2 separate regions of the Mus musculus genome follow, and region 1 is linked to region 2. Evidence: chromatin contacts called from public HiChIP or PLAC-seq data. All regions are on one chromosome and are shown on one strand. The core of a region is the stretch at or near the end of the contact, and the rest is flanking DNA. Distances in the headings are between cores, read along the strand shown.

Region 1 (4,468 bases), core at 1,518-4,017, 460 kb before region 2:
TCCATGAGGCTTTGGAGAAGGAGCTGGAAGATAAGATGCCAGTTCTGTATGGAGAGGGCTTGGCTTTGCAGAGACAGGATAAACTACCTGGGTTGTTTGTTTGTTTGTTTGTTTGCTTGCTTGCTTGCTTGTTTTTTCCCTTCCAAGCCCAGCATGGTGACTCAAATCCCTAATCCCAGTACTTGGCAGACTGAAGCTGGAGGATCAGGAGTTCAAGGCCAGCCTCAGCTACTCAACAAAGACTGACCAGAGCTACATGAGTCCCTGGCTTAGAAAAACTTAAAACAAGAAAGAAAGAAAGAAAAAACCCAAAAAACTCTGTAACACAACAATGTATTTGAATAACTTTTTTTTTTGTCACTAGTAAAGAATATAGAAAACAAGATCTCTTGATTCAATGAGCAAATAAAAATGGCCACACTGCAATGATCTTTCTGAAAGGCAGTCTCGTGAGATGGACATTCCTGGCTCTTGAGAGGCTGGCAAAAAGTGGTGAGTATTCAGAAAGCATACTGGCAATTTACACGTCAACCACGAAGAGGGCTGTGCTCGAAGGGGTCACAAGTCTTGAGACAGGTCAGAGCCATCACAGTAACCGCCTCATAAGAAAGGCATCCAGTGCTTTATCACGTATGGAGCAATCTCCTGACATCTGAGCATCCAGAGACAATCACCCTCACACTTACTATAGTTGTACCAGAGATCTTCAGATGGCTCACAGCTCAACCTGGCCTGGGGAAGAACTGCCTGCCTACTTGATGGACGTGAAGATGCTCTGCAGAGATTTCTCCAAGACCACGAAGCTAGCAAGGGGCCAGTCTAAGACTTGAACCCTAATCTCCAGTCTCAGACTTTAGAATAAAAGACAGAAGGCAGGTGTGGTGGGGCATGCTTGCAATCTCCACATTTGGAAGGCTGAAGCAGGAGGATCATAGTTTTAAGGATGGTTTGAGATGTCTAGAGAGCTCCAGGTCAGTCTGGGCTACATGGTAAGACTCTACGTAAGAATAAACAAACAGCCTGGCATGGTGGTGCACTCCTTAAATCTCAGCACTTGGGAGGCAGAGGCAGGCGAATTTCTGAGTTTAAGGCCAACTTGGTCTACAGAGTGAATTCCAGGACAGCCAGGACTACACAGAGAAATCCTAAACAAACAAACAAACAAACAAACAAACAAGACCTGATTTATCCTTGGTATTAGAAGCTGGGGCACACTGCTGGGGTCCTAAGGAATTTCCACTTTCTGCATATGCAACTAAGGCTGGGGTCACTAAAGAGATTAGCAGCCACTGAAAGTATATATTTTTATTTTATGTGTATGTGCCTGCATGTAAGTCCACCATGCATGTGCAGTGTCCACCGAGGCCAGGAGAAGGCAGAGATCTAGAATCAAAGTTACAGGTGGGTTTGAGCTGCCCTGTGGGTGTTGGGAATCTGATTCTTGTCCTGTGCAAAAACAGCAATTGCTCTTAACTGCTGAGCCACCTCTCCAGCCCTAGCAAGGAGGTGTTTTGTGGGAGAACTGAGCCTTGGGGTTCCAGTGCTGATTCTGTCAGGTTCCCCTTTTGGAAATAGAAAGGACGTTTCTGAGCTGATCTGTGAACTTCTGTGGAGGCTGGAGCTGTTTTAGTGTGTGTGTGTGTGTGTGTGTGTGTGTGTGTGTGTGTGTGTGTGTTATAATGCAGACAGACTAACTGACAGAAACACCTGACAGGAGAGGGAATTTATTTTGGCTCGTGGTTTTAGGCCATCCTAGCAGGACAGGGTTAGCAGAGCTGCTCACCCACAGGCAGGAATGTGACAGTGACTATTCACAGGGTGGCAGACCAGGTGGGGGAGTGGTCTGGAAGAGACTAGGTTGTAACCTTCAAAGTCCTTCCCTTGGTGACCCACACTGGCCAGCCAGATCTCCTGGATTTCTAAAACTTTGCTGACGAACAGGGAACAAGTGTTCGAATGTGCATGAGTTTGAGGCGAACTCTTCAGATTCAAAACGAAAAGACCCAGCAAGGGGCTAAGATGCGAGTGTCTGGAAAAAGCCAAGAAGGAGAAGGCTCTTGTTCCAATTAGGAATGAATTTGGCTGCACGCCATATAGCAACCAGCTCCACCGGCTTGATCCTGTTTACTAACGTCTTAGTGATAATAAGGGGTAGGGAGCCGTGATTTTTTTTTGCATGCCATGCTCCCCTCCGCGGCTCTGTGCCTGGTCCACATGCATACAAGCTGCCTATAAACCCAACACAAGTGCCATCCTGTCCAGCTTTCCATCCAAGAGTGGGAACTTGTGTGGGGAATGAAAAATCCCCGTAACTATGCAATGGCTGTAATCAGATGTTCACCCTGTGATACAAAGAGGCTGGACAAGGGAGTGGGTTTTTTGTTTGTTTGTTTGTTTTTTGTTTTTGTTTTTGTTTGACTGGACACACCATTACCTCCAACAAATCTAGAGTTTTGATGGGATAAAAAGAGAGGCCTGGGAGGATGTGGGAAGGCGACTACACTCTTGTCCTAAGATGGGGACCATTCTGAAGGGTTCTTTGACACTCAGCTTCTGCTGGGAGCGAAAGTCTCGCGTGTGGAGAATAAAGAATGGGAGTCGGGACGCACCAAGGAGTAGAGGACAGAGCCGCCATGCTACAGGTTTGCATGCCTGAGCTGAGAGAGGATCGTGTTCCCTGGGTTATCTCCTCCATCCTGTTCAGTTTCCTTAACCCCACTGGCTGGGGCTGCGAGCTGAGTCCCAGGCGCTCGTTAATAGCTGCTGGGTATGTGTACGTCTCTACCCAAAGACGTCTAACCGCAGACTTCCTCTTGACTCCTGGCAACAGGGAGAAAACAAAACCAGAGCGGTTTTCCTTGCTGAAAAGGACAGAACCGACTTGTTTGCTTAATAAGCCCAGATGGTGAAGCTTCACTTCTAAAAGGAGAAGCTACACTGCCAGGCCAAGGAGTCTTGGCTGGGCAAAGAAATCCCAGGACTCCACACGGAGATCCCCTGCAATTTAGAGGCTCTGTGGTCAATGAGAGGAAACCACTGCGCAGGGGCTCAGTAGGCTTGGCCTGGAGCACCGCTCGTGACCCACGGAGCCTAGCGGAAGGGATACACTCTGGGGCTCAGTAGACTCAGCCTACAGCACCTCATGTGACCCACGAAGCCTAGTGGAAGATAAACACCCATGCAAGGAAACCGAGGCCTTCTCCATTCCACTACCACGGGGCCTCTGACCACTTCCGGTTTCACAGACTTCACTTAAATACTTATTCCCCACCCCCTTCTCTCGTTTACTGGTATTAATTTTAGCAATCGATGAATTCCCATTTTGTCGTTTTCCGTTTGCCTGTTTCACTAATTCAATGATGTACATTCAACATTTTTATTCTTAGTTTTCCTTCCTTAACAACGAGGGCTTTTGAAACTGAGTATTTTTTTTTTCTTGAGGTCAGATTTTCTCAGGGTCCTTTTAGAATTTAGAAAAAAATTTTCCTCTTTTTATCAGTTTCTCTATGGTTTTGTATATATGTGTATGTGTTTGTGTGTGTGCGCATGTGAGTACAGGTGTGTGTGTGTGTGTGTGTGTGTGTGTGTGTGTGCAGGCAAGAGGAAGATGGCAAATGTCTTCTTTTGCCCTCCCCCTTATTTTTATTTATTTTTTATTTATTTTATGTATATGAGTACACTGTAGCTGTCTTCAGACACACCAGAAGAGGGCATCAGACCCCATTACAGATGGTTGTGAGGCACCATGTGGTTGCTGGGAATTGAACTCAGGACCTCTGGAAGAACAATCAGTGCTCTTAACTAACCACTGAGCCATCTCTACAGTCCCCTTATTTTTTTAGATGTATTTTTTTATGTGTATGTGTGTGTGTGTGTGCCTGAGTGTTTGTATTTGTACCATGTACATGCATGTGGCTGAAGAGACCAGAAGAGTGTTGGAGCTCAGGAATAGGCAGTTGTGAGCCACTTAACATGGGTGCTGGGGAATAATCGCAGGTCCTTTGGGAGAGCAGAAAGCGCTCTGAACCACCGAGTCATCTTCCCAGCCTTCCCGCTTTAGCTTTAGACAGAGTCTCTCCCTGAACCTGCAGCTCACTGATTCAGCTGGGCTGGCCAAACTCAAGCCTTAGGGAGCTCCTATATAGACTTCCTTAGTGCCTGGATGGCAAGAATATGCTGCTAAGCCTGGCTTTGTCATGGCTTCTGGGGATCAAACTCAGATTGTGTGCCGTTTTGAGGAGAGCACATGAATGTTTAACATGAACGCACGGCAATGTCGGGAGCTGGCCTTGATTATTGAATGGAACAGAAGATGGGTGGGGGTGGTAGAGCTTGAAGAAGACAATTCTAGCTCTTCACCCAGGTACTCACATGTCCTAGATCTGTGATTTGGGATCACTGTCAACCTCTCGGAGCCTCAGTTTTGTTTTCTCTAAATTAGGAACAAGCGACCTGAAAGTCATAGAAA
Region 2 (4,358 bases), core at 90-2,589:
TACTTTCTTTCTTTGAACCCTTGCAGTTGGGTTTCTGTCAGATGAAACCAAAAGAGTTTGATAATACGGTAGTCACCTTTAACTGGAAAATCCCTCCCTGTCTTCAGCACAGGGGAAATTTCTTTATTGTGTGATGAGTCCTCTTCAAAGGCTTCGGTTTCCCAGCCAGTACTCAGTCAGTTGGGCGCTGGATTTCTGAGATTTACTTCATCTTTTTTTTTTTTTTTTTTTTTTTTGTCTTCCCCCTTTCAGGAGACCACGTCAACATTTAATGTGTGTTCTGAGCTACCCCGTCGACTTGACTGATCCTTCCTTCCCTTCCAGGTCTTTTATGATGCTTTTCATTTTAGCCAACAAAAATTTAATTTCTAAAAAAAAAAAACTCTCTCAATTTTTTTTTTTCTTTTCTTTTTCTCAAGACAGGGTTTCTCTGTGTAGCCCTGGCTGTCTGAAACTCTGTAGACCTGGCTGGCCTGGAACTCAGAGATCAACCTGCCTCTGACTTTTGAGTGCTGGGATTCAAGGTGTGTGTCAATAGTCCCAGTTTTCTAAAAACCTTTTATCACCTTCTTGTTCCTTTTGCCTGCCATTCTGAGCTGCTTTTGTTTTTATGGCGATAAAACCCTTTCTTCATTCATTTTCGGGGGCTGGTTATTTATTTATTTATTTATTTATTTATTTATTTATTTATTTATTTAATCAATTGGTCTATAAACTCTCCCAAATCTTTAAATTCATCTAAACTTCATATTTATAGATAATAATAGAGTAATAGATCTAGCCAGGCATGGTGGCACATGCCTAAAGTCATAGCACTTGGGAAGCTGATAGGGGAGGATTGCAAGTGTGTGTGTGTGTGTGTGTGTGTGTGTGTGTGTGTGTAATGGAGATACAGAACCAGGGATTCATACAGCGTTACAGTTAGAGTGACTACTAACAAAAGCAAACATTAAGGGCTGGTGAGAGGGCTCAGTGGTTAAGAGTATTTGCTGTTGTTCTCTCCAAGGCTCGGATTTGATTCCCAGCCCCCAACACCAGAGCCTCACAGTCAGTCGCCCTTAACCAGGACATCTATTGCCCTATTCCTGCCTCAGTGGACACCTGCAGACAAGCAATGAATGTGCACGTGCTCAGGCACGCATACACGTAAAATTAAAGTCGCTAATTAATTAAAAAAAAAAGAACAATAGTAGTAATATAACAATAATAATGATGTTGGTATTTAAGGACATGTTAAAATTTCTAATAAGTAATAAAATTATGGTAAGTATATGAAATTGCTTTTTTAAGAAAAGGAAGTGAAAGCAACTTACTAAGAGGAAGTGTGAGGGGGATTTAGGTTTCTGAATTATGAAATGAGGGTCAAAGTTGCAGCGACTGAGCACTGTGTAAGGAGCCAAGACAATGCAACTGTCCCTGAGGAGACACAGAGATGTGTGGGAATGACTTCCAGTCCTGGGGCATCTCTGGGTCTGGCTACCATTGCATAGCCATTCCAAGTAGTGTGTGGGAAACTCGTCTATCAGCCAGCAGGACCTATGGTTTGGAAAACCACACTCCTGGGTATCAGCTGCATCTGAGACATGTGCATGACAAAAATGTATACTGCAGGACAGACCGAGTCCCGTTTCTCTGTGGTATCCTCCATTTTCTCCCTGATGCTGTCAGGGATGCTGGGAAGGGCCACACTACAGAAATGCAAGTTGTTCTCATGTGTATGCATGTGGGGTGTTTTGTTTTGTTTTGTTGGCTTTGGCTTTGGCTCTGGCTCCAGCTATTTACAATTTAACTCCCAGTGTATTTGCTGGAACCTGGGAAGGAGGGTCACATCATTCTTACCTGACAGGCGTAAGAACGTGGAGATCCTCAATGAACCAGAAAAGCAACGCAAGCTTAAGTTGTTGTCAGTTCAGCGGAGAGAGCCCTTAATTTGGCAGCCGAGAAAATGAAGCCATCAGCCCCACCTCTACCCCCTCCACCATGGCTACTCAGAAACCTCCAGTCTCTGTGCTCTTGGGTCTCGGTGGTCTCTTTGTGCTTCTGTTATTCAGCAGTCTGCAGACGGCCAGACGAGGGCTGCAGTGCTGGGGGAAGAATGAGAGGGAGAGAGCTCTGAAGAAGAAAGAATGACATAAATAATTCAGTGATTGCTGACCATGGGCCATTACATTTCCCATGATCTGTTTTACTGTAGCTGTTATGCCGTGTTAGTCACTGCCAATTCAATTGCAAACCAGGCGTTTCACTGGGCCTAAAGGAGCTGCCCATTGCTCCCAAGATCCAAGACCATGACAGCTTTGGCCTTGAGCTTGCTTAGGCCTCATCTTAAAAGATGGCCAAATGGATTCATACCACAGTGTGGGGGTGGGGGTGGGGGCAGCAGGCTTCTCCTAGCTCCTGTTTGTTCCTGAGCCACTTAGAGTGGGGGGGGGGGGGACAGTCACCTTGCCCTCACCTAGAGACCCTGCTGCTATCTCTAGTGCTCAGAAAACACACAGCTTTCTGGGAGGGGGACCATTTAAAGGGCTCACGTGTTCTATGTAAACAGTAATAATAACTACCAGGATTGTGTATGCTCTGTGGGTGTGAGTGCATATGTATCGTTTGCAGACGGACATATATGTATGTGTAGGACAGAGGGAAACCTTGAGTGTCATTCCCCATGAACACTACCCGCCTGTTATTTGAGGCAGGATCTCTTCCTGGTCTCGCCTGCCCCTAATAGGTTATTTATTTGCCAGTGCAAGTCTGTTGCCCTCTTTGTCCTCAGTGTCGTTGCTTATTGTGGGGTGGAAAGAAGGGGTCTGGCTACTGTGTCACTGAGCAGGTCATGTGCCAATGTGTCCCTCAGCACTGTTGTGGGGCTCTGGGGACTCATGAACTGATGGTTAAAGCAAGAGACTTAGTCTCTTGCGTCACCATGGGGACTGACCCGGTTGTTGTCTTTGATATCACAGGGGCGGGCCTCAGAGGCTGCAGAGGCTGCAGAGGCTGCAGAGGCTGCAGAGGCTGCAGAGGATTCTCCTTTAAGCTGCCTCCAAGCTGGCTTCCCTTCTCTGGCTTTGTTAGTTCTTAAATTCCCTTTTGTAAGCTAGGATGATGGACCCTCCTGGAGTGAGTGAGGGTTCCTGGGGATGCCACTTAGTCCATGCTGTGGCTGTGCATAGCTGGGGACCCACCCCATCGTGTGTGCTTGGAAGTTACTGAGTATCCCCCCTCCCTCTCCCCCTCACACACAACATACCGTGAGGGGGCTAGGCTCTATTTCTGGAAATATATCCAGAATATATAGTTTTATTGTTTGAGAGCCAGCTACCAGAAACTTCTGGGCTATGTGGAATTGAGCTGGTTGTGAGTCTTAGTTGAAGAGAAGCTTCGACGTCTCCTTCCAGCCTCTCTTGGTGTCTGTTTCTTGGACCTTAACATAAGCTAAGTTTTGCCAGGGGTGGTGGAATTTAATTGAATGTGGGGATGAGAGCAGTGAGTTATAAGGTAGGGACCCAGGGGAGGGAGAGAGGATGCTGTCTCAGAGAGAGGAAGACCAGTCTAACTACATCTGGGACCCCGACTGCTGGAGACAGAACATGGGTTAGGATCTAGGGCCTCTCTGCTTGCTTGAATTCACTCCTTCATTTACCCACTCATTCTTTTCTCATTTATGAATTCATTCATTCTTTCCTCACTGAGCCCCTGCTGTGTTAGACACAGGGCTGATTCCTGACAATAGGGTAGTGAATCAGAGCAGAACCCCTTCCTACCTTACAGTCTATGGACGTCATGGGCACACCAGTAAATGTGTAACTCTAGCTCGACTGGCATCGTGAATGGCAGGTGTTTTATTTGCCAGCACAAGGGGACAGGGATGAGGCTGGTATAGTCAGGTAGGTCAAGGTAGGTCTCCTTGACGTTCAGAGCATGGACTGGAGGATGAAGAAGGGTTGACTGTAGGAAGGGAGAAGAAAGACTACTCTAGATTTGGGACCCAGCACATGCAAATGTTCTGGTCAGGGCAGAAGAAACTAATCTGGCACTAGGGACCTGGGCCTTCAACTCCCAAGTAATGAGAAATGACTGTTAGCTTGTAAGGCCACGGCTGCTAATACGATCTGACCTGCTTTATTCCAGCACCATGGTTCAGGCAGCAGGTGGAGAACAGACCACCAGGGGCCTCAGGGAGTGTGTGGAGGGAAATTAGAAGGCCGCTGTACTTATACCAGGAAAGGACAGGCTCAGGTGGCAGGGACAGAGCTGAGCTAAAGGAGCTGACAGGGTGTGTGTGTGTGTGTGTGTGTGTGTGTGTGTGTGTGTGTGTGATTGACAGAGTTTCGGGTGCATTGGTCATGGAGGGAAAAGGGGAG

Evidence for each region. HiChIP or PLAC-seq counts read pairs in DNA pulled down with a chosen protein or histone mark.
Region 1: a contact with region 2 is called in an H3K27ac HiChIP or PLAC-seq map of acute myeloid leukemia, with 3 times the contacts expected there. The contact joins two enhancer-like sites. A contact is called at or near these places in 3 of 484 Hi-C or Micro-C datasets (B cells, the C10 cell line and bone marrow-derived macrophages) and 4 of 115 datasets of contacts at active chromatin or transcription factors (acute myeloid leukemia, bone marrow-derived macrophages, embryonic stem cells and 1 more).

The regions. Positions count from the first base shown.
Region 1 is chr9:61,701,125-61,705,592 of GRCm38.p6, reverse strand. No RefSeq gene overlaps it. Among named protein-coding and RNA genes, the nearest start is that of Gm34770, 42 kb to the right of the region's middle. Within about 2 kb of position 2,767, at least 144 of the 459 cell types and tissues checked have an H3K27ac peak or open chromatin away from gene starts, as enhancers often do. A contact at or near this core is called in B cells, acute myeloid leukemia and bone marrow-derived macrophages, where this site is marked.
Region 2 is chr9:61,239,357-61,243,714 of GRCm38.p6, reverse strand. No RefSeq gene overlaps it. Among named protein-coding and RNA genes, the nearest start is that of Gm51682, 16 kb to the left of the region's middle. Within about 2 kb of position 1,339, at least 38 of the 459 cell types and tissues checked have an H3K27ac peak or open chromatin away from gene starts, as enhancers often do. A contact at or near this core is called in B cells, acute myeloid leukemia and bone marrow-derived macrophages, where this site is marked.